Regions from separate parts of the Anas platyrhynchos genome. Here region 1 is linked to region 2. The links are chromatin contacts, called in public Hi-C maps. All regions are on one chromosome and are shown on one strand. The core of a region is the stretch at or near the end of the contact, and the rest is flanking DNA. Distances in the headings are between cores, read along the strand shown.

What was found. A called contact is a pair of places that touch in the nucleus more often than the background predicts.
Region 1: a contact with region 2 is called in a Hi-C map of small yellow follicle, with 4 times the contacts expected there. The contact joins two enhancer-like sites. A contact is called at or near these places in 2 of 8 Hi-C or Micro-C datasets (F1 follicle and small yellow follicle).

What each region holds. Positions count from the first base shown.
Region 1 is chr12:21,222,904-21,229,260 of IASCAAS_PekinDuck_T2T, forward strand. No RefSeq gene overlaps it. Among named protein-coding and RNA genes, the nearest start is that of ZNF507, 49 kb to the right of the region's middle. Within about 2 kb of position 1,733, at least 2 of the 8 cell types and tissues checked have an H3K27ac peak or open chromatin away from gene starts, as enhancers often do. A contact at or near this core is called in small yellow follicle, where this site is marked.
Region 2 is chr12:21,138,399-21,144,581 of IASCAAS_PekinDuck_T2T, forward strand. No RefSeq gene overlaps it. Among named protein-coding and RNA genes, the nearest start is that of ZNF507, 130 kb to the right of the region's middle. Within about 2 kb of position 1,308, at least 3 of the 8 cell types and tissues checked have an H3K27ac peak or open chromatin away from gene starts, as enhancers often do. A contact at or near this core is called in small yellow follicle, where this site is marked.

The sequences.
Region 1 (6,357 bases), core at 483-2,982, 85 kb after region 2:
ATGCAGGCTGAGCAGCAGGTGTGGCAAACAACAAGGTCCTTGTAATCCCATAGCATTAATCACTAGCAATAACCACACTGGTTTGCTATATAGCTCCAACTTCTCTGGTCACTGAAGAATAGATCTAATCTTTCTAATTCAGATATGAAGTGTAGAATTCATCTCATTTAAGTCTTGATTATTTTAGCATGAGATATCCAATCTCAGTTAATTAGACATACAGAGTAGTTGTGGGAGAACAGTTGACGGAAAAAGAATGACACGATTTAGACACCTGCTATAGGCACTCCTAGGCCATGGCTCCTTCCTTCTTATTCTCTCAACTGACTGTTTAGAGAACTGGCTCAGGTATTGGTGTCTGCTCTGTAAATACCTAAACCTAAGTGAGATTAATTTTGCTCTAAGTAGTGATGCTAGGGTGCTTTAACCCAGGTCACATTACAGTCTGAACTTTCTCTAAGATTCTTAATTGTTACCTGTAGGTAAAGATCTCATACAAAAGGTGATAAATTTGCAGTGAGTTACACTTTAGTGTTAAAGTATTAGCCATTTAATTTACACTATTTTATTAATGCTCGTCCAAACAAGTCCTGAACTCTAGCATAATAAATTCTCATTACTCCATGTTCACACTGTTATCTGGCCACCTCTGCCTACAGAATGGGATAACTCACTGCCCTTCCCAACTCCACTCAGCTCTTAACTGCCTTACTCATACATATCTCAGGTACAGTATCTGCTTAGTTTGCATTATATGCTGTATAGTCTACCCAAAGACATACCGTATGCAGTCATTAAAATAAATGCCACAAATGCTAATACCCAGACTACAATTTATATGGAGAAGAAAACATGCTAAACTAAAGGAAAAAAATATTGCAGGCTGTGAAGTGTAACAAAAAAGGCCCATGATGACAGTTTCACTGAAAAATAGCAGAGTGAGACATATTAAAATTGGTTTATTGTCTCCCTATTGACGCAATGTATGTAAAGCGCAAAATATAATCAAAGCTACCAGGTAGTATAAGCTTTGAAAAATAAGAAGCAAATCTATAGCTGATAATTAACAACTTTCTTCATTGTTGGCTACACAGGAAAAAGAAGTGTGTTTTTACTGCAGTTCTACTCTGTTTTACTTTGTTGTGCTACCAATATCACACAGACTGAACTCAATCTTAGAACAAAATAACCACTTGATCGTTTTCCAAAAACTCTGGTGAGTTGCAGTCAGAAAGTAATGGGTTTTGTATACTTATGTCATTTCTTTACTTATACGGAATTTGAACAGTGTGTATAATTGTAATGAATCATATGCTTTCAAGCTTCACTACAATATCAGGAAGAAAAGCTTCTTATCCAAGTCTGTTTTCCCAGTCCAAGTATATCTTATCCCCATGCAAACACAAAACTTTAAATACTACTTATCACACCTTCAACAGCAAAAAAATAAGGATTTGTAGCCTACTAATATGGCTTCAATATAACCTATTCAACAGTAATAACTCTAAAGTAAGCGTCTAAACCATCTTATTCTATGAAGTGAGTACTTCAAGCTCCAATGAAAACTATAAAACACTAATAGATAACAGAACTTACACCCAAATCCATTCAATACAACCTTTAAAATCTTTTGAGTAGTCTGCATAATATGTGAATGGTATCTACAGATATCCCATCTACTGATGAGGAATTATAAAACTGAATTCCAATACTGAGGTTTACCCCTAAGCCCTGGCTGTTCTCAGTGAAGAAATAATGACATACTGATATCTCTGGTACAAGATATTCTTGATCTACACTGAAGCCTACATAGTTTTGAGATTAGGAAAGAACAAAGTGTAAATAGAAATGGACCACAAAAATTCAACAAACGTAAAAATTTGCAAGTGTCTCACAGCTTAAAAAACAGTCATTGCATTCACATGGGACTTCTTGATAAGCTTTACCTGGAGCCACAAGGTACACATTACTTAAAAGCTGTTTCAATCTGGCAGTCTTTTAGTATTTAAACAAATATTGACTTTCATACTACAAAACTGGATGAGAACAGTGGATAATAAAACAGTGTTCTAACCAAATAATATTACAGTTGAGAATTTCTCGTCTTTATTCTGGATCTCATCTAAATGGAAATATTACCTTGTGGATCATGTCCCTTCTCATTTGCATCTTCATAAACCAAGCTCCTTCACATCCTTAATCCTGACTCATAACCAAAACCATTTAGAAGTATATCTATTTCCAGGGGTTTCCATCTGTCCTGCATGAGACTTCTTGAAGTACAGATAAATTCCACTGAATAACACTTTCCTTGGAAAGAAAAAGATTCCTCAGATGCAGCATATGTGGAATGTATGCATTTAGAGCAGCATATGGAAAAGCAATATTAAAAGCACGCCATGTGTGTTAAAACACATGATTTAGAAACAAACAAAAAATGAATGTGGAGGAAAACAGCACCATTAGACTATAACCTGCCTGCAGACAAACAGAAATCCATAGTGAAAGCTTAGGATTCAGGTACAGATGCAGTTGAATAAAGTATTCAGCATCAACTTGTTTCTAGCCAGGACTGTTTTCGAAGTGTGTTTCTTTCAGCAGGTCATCTGAATAAACCAGGTCTGAGATACATTCAAACGCCCTTGCCTCCATCAGTGGCCACTGAATGTCTCTTCCACACAGTACAGAAAGCACTGGCTAGTAAGGCTGCATCCCCAGCTTGACAGGCAGTGGATACACCAAGAGCTCGGCAGGAAGCAGAAGCTCCTGTCTGCTGTTTGCTGTGCACTCCTACTGCCTGCAGTAAAAGTAAATCTAGCATTTAATTCTCGGTGTGGATCTCAGTGTGGACAAATACCCTTACAGTATAGTCCATTATATATTATTCTGCAATGTTTGCAAAGCTCCAGATATGACCTTCAGTTCAAATCATCCTTTGTTAATTTTTGTCCTCTGTAAATGAACTTCACTTTGTTCTTCCAGCTGATTTGACAGGAAGAGCCCATAAATCTGTTATGTTGTTCAGGATTCTTTAGTGTCTTTTTCTAAGTTTTTTCCCCATCAACATACAATTTTCTAGCTCTCACATTAATAATGCATCTGATTTATTGTACAGTTTGTGGAAGTACTGAAGAGGAATCTCTCCCAAGCAATTTTAAATAAAGTATGTTTTCTCCTTTTTTAATTTTGATTTTAAAAAGACAGAAAAATAAATTAGTTATTTTTGCCTGAATTTTCTGAATATTGACAAAGAAGCATAATCAATAAGTATTCTCTGAAAATAACTTATAGAAGTTTTTCTGAGTTCATACCATATTGTCATGGACTCACATCTCACAAAGTACATAGAACTTCTTAGGCAGTAGGAAACAGAAAAGATGAGAAATAATTAAAAGACAGACAGACACACATGCACAACTGGCAATTATCCCAATAAATTCAAGTGTAATTACTTCACAAACAACCGTAAGAAGCTCTCATTCAAAATATGAATGATTTCATCTGGGCTATCCATTTTCCCCTAGGATGTTTATATTAGAAATAAATCTTAGGGACTATAGCAACAACTATTAATATCTGAAGTACAGTAATACCAGCCCACAAGTAAGTGTTCTAATTCTATTTTTTCTTTTGTATTTTAATGTCACAAATATATATATATATATATATATAAAATATATAAATTGCACATGCCATTTATTCAGCTTCATACTATGTTTATGGAGCCTATGCTGCTGTTGTGTTTTTTTGTGGTAATCCAGTCAGAGTTAGCATTCCAGATAGCAGTGTCTCCAAAGCTATATAAACCTTTACTGGCACAAAGAAATTGCAAAGTAGGAAAAGGCTTAAATGATTGTATGAATAAACCTAGAATATAAATGATGGTATAAAATCCTACTTGTTTCAGCACTTTTTTTTTTTTTTTTTTTTTTTTTTATAATACACTGTCACTATCATGTGGCAATTGCAAGAAGTCTACTCTTCAAAAACTAGCTCTTAACTGCTGCTCAAGACCTAAAAAATGTTTTTTTTTCCAGATGGCCTAATGATAATGGCTTTTCACAGATCAGCCACAAAAGTTGGTTGTTTTGTTCTCACTTCAGTGAAATAAAATGCCAGCAATGCCACAGTCAAGTTAACCTCAAAGAAAGCAGACACAATGAACACAGAATCAGGGGATTTGTCTAAACAGTGAATTGGGTAAAATGCTATATTCACTTCTGGGGCTGCTAAACCTCATCCGGAGAGGTGGCATAGGAAAGCTGAGGCTTCCTGTACTTCCTTTAGGAGTACAGACAAGTTGACACACACACACAAACTCACATTAATGGAAGCATAATTTTTGTTAACTGATCTTAAGGTCAGTGCCCAAGTCCGAGTTGCGCCCTGTGAAGCATGACACTAAGAGAAGTATCGTGGGGCTAATTACAGCTCAGTAACTCTGAGACCAGTCTGCAATGGTCCCCTGCTCAAGTTTAAGCCATGAGGGTATTTGCCTATGGAGCACCAGCTCAGGTGACAGCCACAGGAGTTCATACCAATGAAGGATTCTCTTCGATGTCAGAGATTCTGAACTTTAAACTCGAGTGCAGTTTGGTAACCACTTATCAATAACGGGATAATAGAACTCAAAAGGGCACAAGAGACAAGAAACAAGAGTAATCAGAAGTACAGAGTTGCAACTCACAGATTGCTGTTTTCCACAAACAAGGAGAGCATATTCGAGAAAATATAACACTACTTTTGCTCTGCTACTTCTGCTCCTTTCCTCTAAATCCATGAAGGTTTTTGGTCTGCTGTAGAACAGTTGTTCTTAGGACCACAAATTTAAAGGCAGGAGCAAGCACTAGAGTGCCATGTCCCATTTCAGGAAGTTTCAGCTAGCCACGCACATGCCAGATCAGACCTTCTTAATTCCCTCACATTAGAGAATTTAGACCAATTATTTCTCGAGTTCCATAAGCGTATAGATTATCCAAAGTGCACTATCACCATTTAAAAACCTGACATCTGCATTTTAGATGATACTGAAGCATCATACTCTGAATAAGAGCATTTAAAATTATCTCAGAGAATGTTACATATTTTCATGGACTTTTGCAGTCTTACATCTGTATCTATAACAAATGAGGAATAAGATTTTTTTTTCTTCCAACCACACAGGAGTAACATCTACAGTGATAAGCAGAACTCACTGCATCAATATTTCAATCCATTTAACACAAAAAAACTCATTTTGGAAATGAAATTTAAGGTATTTTTTTGTTCCACAAGGCATAAAAACAATAAAACCCTCATTTTCAGTTCAAATTTTTCAGTATTTTCAATAAGAAAAAAAATATTTTTACTCTTCTGGTTCTCATTCCATTAATTCACTATAGTTATCAAATTTAATTATATTTTTGCCTGACTTAAAACCTTTGTATCTCAATATTTTAAGGTAGGAATAGCAAAGTTATTTAAACCCAGTACTGAATAATTAACATAGTCAGTGAGAATAACTGTGTAGGTATAAAAAAAATATATAAATAAGTCACTTTTATTAATTCCTTCTCTTCAACTGGGATACTTTCTGAACAGTCCTTTTTAAAAATAAATAAATAAAAATCTAGTAGAAGTACCCAATTAATCAAACAAAAAATTAATTTATATATCTTTTTAGAAATACTGTCTGTATAGTGTTTAATGAGAATCACTTTTATTCAGACAACTAAAAAGAAAGAAAGAAAGAAAGAAAGAAAGAAAGAAAGAAAGAAAGAAAGAAAGAAAGAAAGCTTGTGGCAGTAAGATTTTTTTTTCCTCTATCCAACCTGTTTGTGCACACAGTTGTTTTTTTAAGTAAGAGATCCCGATGAAATCCCATCACCTGTTTCTCATAATTACAGCAAAATGTCTGGTACTGAGCATGATCACATAGGAAGTGGAAATATATTTCAGCTGACAGATATCTTCCCCTAAAACAGTTTCTTTGCATTTTTGACAAAAAAAAAAAAAAAGTGAAAAATACAGGTACTGAATGTATTTGTGATATGTCAGTATTTTCTAAAACAAAATGCTAAGGCAACAGGCATATCATAGCCTGATCTCTGACAAACTGAAGCAGTAAAATAAATAAATAAATAAATAAATAAAAATTAAAAAAAGAAAAATTCCTAACAAAATGAAGGAAGCATAAGAGATGCTAAAAACATGGTACACCTGCAAAAGTAAAAATCGTTTTAGAAGTTCTTTGGCCAAAGAACTCTCTCCAAGATAAGAGAGCTTTGAAGGAGTTTCTCAGTCAACCCATGTAACCTACATGCTTGCAGCAGCAGCAGCTCTTCTCCAAAGACAAAGCAGAAGCCTCATTTTTAAATC
Region 2 (6,183 bases), core at 58-2,557:
TCTGTACTCCCCAGTTATGTTAAAACATGATATTCAGATAGAAAAGACAATACAGTAAATCTGAGAAAGGAAAAAAATGCAGAGCACTTTGATGAGTGTTAGCTATTTTCTAAGGAATTTATCGGGCTTGCTTAAAACTTTTATAAACTAGCTGACAATACTTCTCTTCAGACTGGCTGCAGTTATTTGAGAGGTCTTAAATATCATTCATCTCTATAACCTCATTGGCAGTAAGCATTAAAATTAGGGAACGATGGTTGAAGTAAAATTGGAGTAAAATCTATATCATTTCAGCTACACTTGTGAACTGTCATTAGAACAAACCCATCGATACAGGATGCAAGTGAAAAGAGTTACCGTAGTCAAGGACCAAAGGCACTTTAAATTGTTGGGCTGTATTTTTTGAATGCCTTGGGGAAAAGAAGTTAAATCAATATGCAAAGTCCCTTGGCACTCCTAATGCAAAATCTCAGGAGCACTGGTATGAATTATTGAAACAATTGTTTTCAATGAAAAAGTGTATTCATTTACATACTGGATAAGAGCATGGGAACAACGCTATGCAATTGACTGCAAGTAGGAGAGCAAGAGATCTGAGAATTTTTGGGGGGAGCTTCTTTTTTTGGAAAGCTTCTACTCTGCTGGAAACATCTCTGCAGCCTAGAAAGAAACACACTCTGGAAAGCATACAAAACTTAGATAAGCTCCATGAAAGCACTGGATGATATGGGGCTTTTTTTTTTTTCCCTCCCTGCTGTTTTTCCTCCCCCTGGACTTCTAGTTGTTGCTTTTCAGAATCTGTGGAATAAAGCACCAACTACTCCCTGTCTTCAGCCCTTGACATTCAAATAGCTGAGCCAAAAACCTCAAAAGAATAGACAAAACTGCTGATAACATACAAACTTCTCAGTCCTGGCCTGACTCAGATTCCTAATGAAACTGACACAGGCGTGGCACAGGTTTATCTGATTCTCTGCCTCTCTACTGCATTCTTTGGTGGGAAGCCCTAGCAGCTGGTGTGTAAGGTACAGACTTCTGAGGCAGCTTAAGATGGAGGGTTACCAGGATGTTTTCTGTTTCTAGGAAGTTTTATACTCGCTCCTTCTTCCTAGGGGTTTTCAGTTGTTCTTTCTTTAATCTACAATGAAAATCATCTAGATGGAGGGCATTTTTTTTTTTTCTGTGTATTTAAAAAAAAAAAAAAAAAAAAAAAACAACAACAACAACAGAGGCACGACCTTCACTTGCGGGGGGTTGTTACACACATTCCAGGCAGCTCTGATCATATTTCACTACCCTGGAAGTGATTGTGATGTCCAGAACACTGAATTATGTCACTAATTAAGGAATCGGGCAGGAGGTAGCTGATTATAAGGGAGAGAGAATCTGTACTTACACAGAAGTATTTTCATAATCAGCGATGATAGAAAGGGAAATAAAGAAAAATTACCTTGTGCTTAATACAAGTGTTCTGGTATATTGTTTTTAGATATTGCTCTCTATATAGAAAATGCTATTTAGCTTCAGTGGCCAGCTAAAAGCAAATCACAGGTTTTAATAACCTTGTTTTGTATGAAGAAAAAAGACACAGAAGGGTTTTGTTTTGAGTAGCAAACTTTCATAATTTTAATTTCTCTCAAAGAACATATGAGAAAAATGCATGGTAAGTGCCATAATCCGTTTAAATTCTCTTTTTTTTTTTCATGTTGATTTTACCTGAAATGCAGTGTGCAGCATGCAGGAGCAAGAATACTATTTACTAGAGTATCAGAGATTAGCTCATTAATGGGTTCAAGCAACTGGCCATGCGTCAGCATAACATTAGAGGCTAACTGATTTCCCTCCTCTATAAGCCACTCACACAACTGAGCATTTGCAAATCATCTCAAGATACATGTCAGAGAGAGAGAGATGACAGTGTTAAAGAAACACATTTTTCATTTATTCTATTAGTAATACACACTACTGAATGTGTTATAGTGCAGATAATAAAAGAGACATATTTTTAAAGCAGTTTGGCAAGCCAGAACACACATTGCCTAGAATTCGTTGGTTTTTTTTTTCCTGTAAGACACTATTCAAGCAACATTTCACTGAACAACAACATAGGATTTGGTGAAATTATGGTTTTGCCAAATTCCCTGCATACTTGTATGTGGATTTTCAAAGAGGTATTTGATTTTTTTTCTTAGCCATATAAAAAGAAAAGAACTATAACAACAACCACAAAAAAATAAAAACCTTAGTTGATGTTAAGCAAAACAGCCAAAGATAGGCACGTGAGTAAATTCCTGACTAGATCAGAGCCTTAAAATGAGGAAATTACAGAGGTTATGCAAACCAGTCACTGATGTGCCTTCTTAACCCAAATGCCAGAAGGGTCACTGTGTAATATGCACAGATGCCAGGTAGAATTTGTAAATGGTCACTAGGTATACCTCACAAGTGCACAAAACATTCATGATTTGAAATATAGAGAAGTGGTTAGGTTACAGATGTAGTTTCCTGTCTCTCCCTGTATTTTTGCTTCAGTTAAAGGCAAGATTACTCTAAGACCGCTGCAGCAATCTTTCATTCCCATATGAATGAAAATATCACTTGTCAGCCATCCTTCAGAAAACTGAATTGCAAAATGACCCTAAAAACAATACTGACTGGCCCTTTATCAGTTGCTCACAGAAAAAGAAGTCCATGAGTGTAGCCTTCAAGAGGTGAAAGTAGGCAACATCAAAAACCATCAGGAACAAGCGTGGTGAAAGTAGGCAACATCAAAAACCATCAGGAACAAGCGTCTGAAATTTTAAGTACTTGGTTATTCTAGTAGCAAGAAACAAGCCAACAAAATTGGTACACTAACTAAGATAACAACCTCAGATGACACCAACACCACATCCCATAATGAGAGCGTAGAACAGCTCTGAATGTTAAATTTTAAACAAATCAATTCCAGCTGTTCTTACACCAAAATAAAATGGTTAACTAGTGTGTTATAAGTTGCCCCCTTAATTAATTTTCAGAGAGCATTGCATTAATAATAGAAAGGAATTTATTGAGTAAGCAACAGCAAGCAAAACAGCGCTGGGCGGCCAGGGAGTCTCGGCTCCACCAACGGCGAGCACCTCACCCCCCCCAGGGTCCCTTTTTATACCTTGGTAATTCCGGGATTACGCAGCGCATCCTGGTATATTCTGCGACTGGGCGCGCTGTTGCTAGGGGGTCGTCTCTGTCCCTCTGGTGGTCGTGAAGATGAAGGCCATAGTCTTCCTTGGCACTGTGGTTCAACTTCTTTTTTTTATTTGGTCATGTTGGACCAGCGTGAGATGGGAAGGCAGGATGTTGATACATTAGTTTAGCAACTTATCAGGAGATGGTTACATGAGGTTTGCAGCAGTGCCTTTAAACAAAAGAGGCAACTGAGATGCAGAAGGAGAGAAGGGGGGGGGTCTCTTTTTTGTTACATTAAGCAAAAGAATTTTCATAGTGTCTAGCCAAGCATTATACAGCTCCTTACTTCAGCAGGGAGTTTTCACAACTCCTGTTTCTCAAACAGAACTCCTTGTTTTTACAAAAGACAATGAACAAACATTTATTGTGTATTACAATCCCTCCTTTTTCTTTTAGTTACTCATTTTGTTCATTGAAGCTCTGCAATGCCTGGCTACTAAGAACTAATGTTTCCTCGATTCCTTCGTTGGTACTTATTGGCTCGTATCTGGCATGTATGAGCATTAAATGTGCCGCTTCTAAATGTCCCTTTACAATCGCAATCAATTTATTAAAAATACATGGTCCAAAAGTTAGTGCTATTATTAAGAACAACAAAGGTCCTGTTATTGTTGATAATAAAGTAGTAGGCCAAGGTGAACAATTAAACCAAGATTCATACCAGCTCTGTCGGGCTTCATTCTCCCATTTCCTTTTTTTTTTTTTTTTTTTTTTTTTTTTTTCCAACCCTTCCCTGGGTCTTGCCATTGTATCTCTTACCTCTCCGGTGTGATCAGCATACACACAGCATTCCTCTTTTGGGGCTGCACACAGCCCGTCCTGTTGTAAAAAAATACCAAATCTAATCCCCTATGATTTTGTAACACTACCTCTGAAAGCAACCTGATAGATTTTCCAGGGCCGAGATGGATTGTTCAATTTGGGTCAGGTCCTCGTCCACAGCAATGTGTAAGAAGCAAATTCTTGATTTTGTTTAACCAATGAGGCTACCCTGGTCCCCACTCCAGCTCCTCCCAGGATTATTAGGGTGGCCAAAGTTAGAGCCGTGAATGGTTCCCATCTTTCCAGATGATGCCTTGCCACTGTGTGCTGGGTATACATACAATCCTCAGGGTGGTATAGAATCCTTGGTATAATTATCACCTGTATACAAAAATCACAAGACGCATTAAAGAGTTTTAGTGATAGACAAGGAGTTACGCCCACTCACGAACAAACCCACCTAGCGTTGTTGGCTGGGATTAACCACTCAGCTGATTGTTTTCCATTCTCCGTGATATTGCATAGGTGACACTTCCCACTAGGAACTGTGCCCACACACCTACCACCTCCAGTGACTTCTGTTAGTGTTACCCTTATGTCTTTTCCCAACTGTAATGTAGAGGGCTGTTCTCGTTTGTGCGGGAAGGCTCCCCAGGATTCCCGATAGCATCATAATATGAAGGCCTTATACTAAAGCATAATCAACAGTGTTTTGTTACATTTGGGGTTGTTTTGTTTAATTATTGGTAGCTGGCATTCATGACCCCCCCATATGTTATTCTCAGCTATGTTACCATTCTCGGCTTTACCTGAGCTCGTAGGGCTGCCGAGGGTTGGAAGTGTAGTATTTTCCGCAGGCTGGATTCCCTGGACATTTTCTGACAATACCTCATTTGGTCCTACTGCCTGGGGCCTATCGGCATCCTCCTTTTTATTAGTATGAGTCCTCCCCTATCTGTTCTGTGTTTGTAAAATCTGACACCTCACATTTTTCCTAGTACCCAGCTAGTATCATCCAAGTTTGTTATATTTATATATAGAACCTTGCAAATTTCTTTATTTCCATGGAAGGTTCCTGTATACCCTATACCATGCCCTCACCACCTGTAACGGGGACCTGCTTGTTGGTTACAACCTTGCGGCCCATATCCCACTTGTAAGAATTTATTCCGACCAGCCCCGAGTGTCCAGTCCATAGCAATGGTTTCACACCCCCAGTATGCACAATAATACATGTTCGGGTAATTACAGTACCCCTTTCCTGTGTTAGAACTTGGGCAGAAATAAAATCCTGATCGGTTAAAGCATGGCTGCACTGACACAAGGTCACATAATGTGATGCAGAAACTGGGAGCACCTGCTGTCATTGTTTGCTGGATGACGAATTGATCCTTCCATCTGATCAAGCTCCATTTAAAAGGCTGATGGGGATGCGCAGACCCATAGCTGACCAAAACGATGATACTGACTCCCATGTATCGTAGGAGGTGGTTGGAGCCCATCTAAATTGTCGGCCCCTCAGTCCCCCACCGTTTTCACTTCTCTGCCTCGCTTGTCAGTTCGGTTGCAGCGAACTACAAGGTATCGGTTCTTCTTGGCAGCAGCAGTGTTCTTCAGGGGAACCTACTAGGGAGCCTTTGAAACAGGGCCTCCTCCCCTTCCCATGATACACAGATAATATAAAATACTTATCGAGTCCGTCTTAGTGTCAGCTTCAAGTCGTCAGGGCCTGGAGCTGCCTCCCATTTACCTTCCCGGATTGGTCCTTTCACACGGCTGGCATGCGTCCATCTTTTCTCCGCAGTTTGAATAGCCGTTTCTGTGGTAAGCAAAACAACATAGGGGCCTTCCCCATCATGGTGTTAAAGCAGTCTCTTTCCAAGTCTTAATTAGAATTGAGGGTGATCAAGTAGCAATTCCAAGTCATAGGGCATACCATATAGCATTTCAAAAGGAGAAATTCCTACATCAGTTCTGGGCTGTGTCCATATGTTTAACAGTGCAAGGGGTAAGCATTTTACCCAAGAAGCCTTAGTTTCCAGCACAAGTTTTGTTAGTTGTTTCTTAATTTCACCATTCATTCACTCTTCCTTTCCAGAAGAAGAGGGGTGCCAGGGGCTGTGAAAATCCCACTCAATCTCTAAGTCCTGCTTTAATCCTTGCAGTAAAGCTTTACACCCATTCAGTCACGTGGTC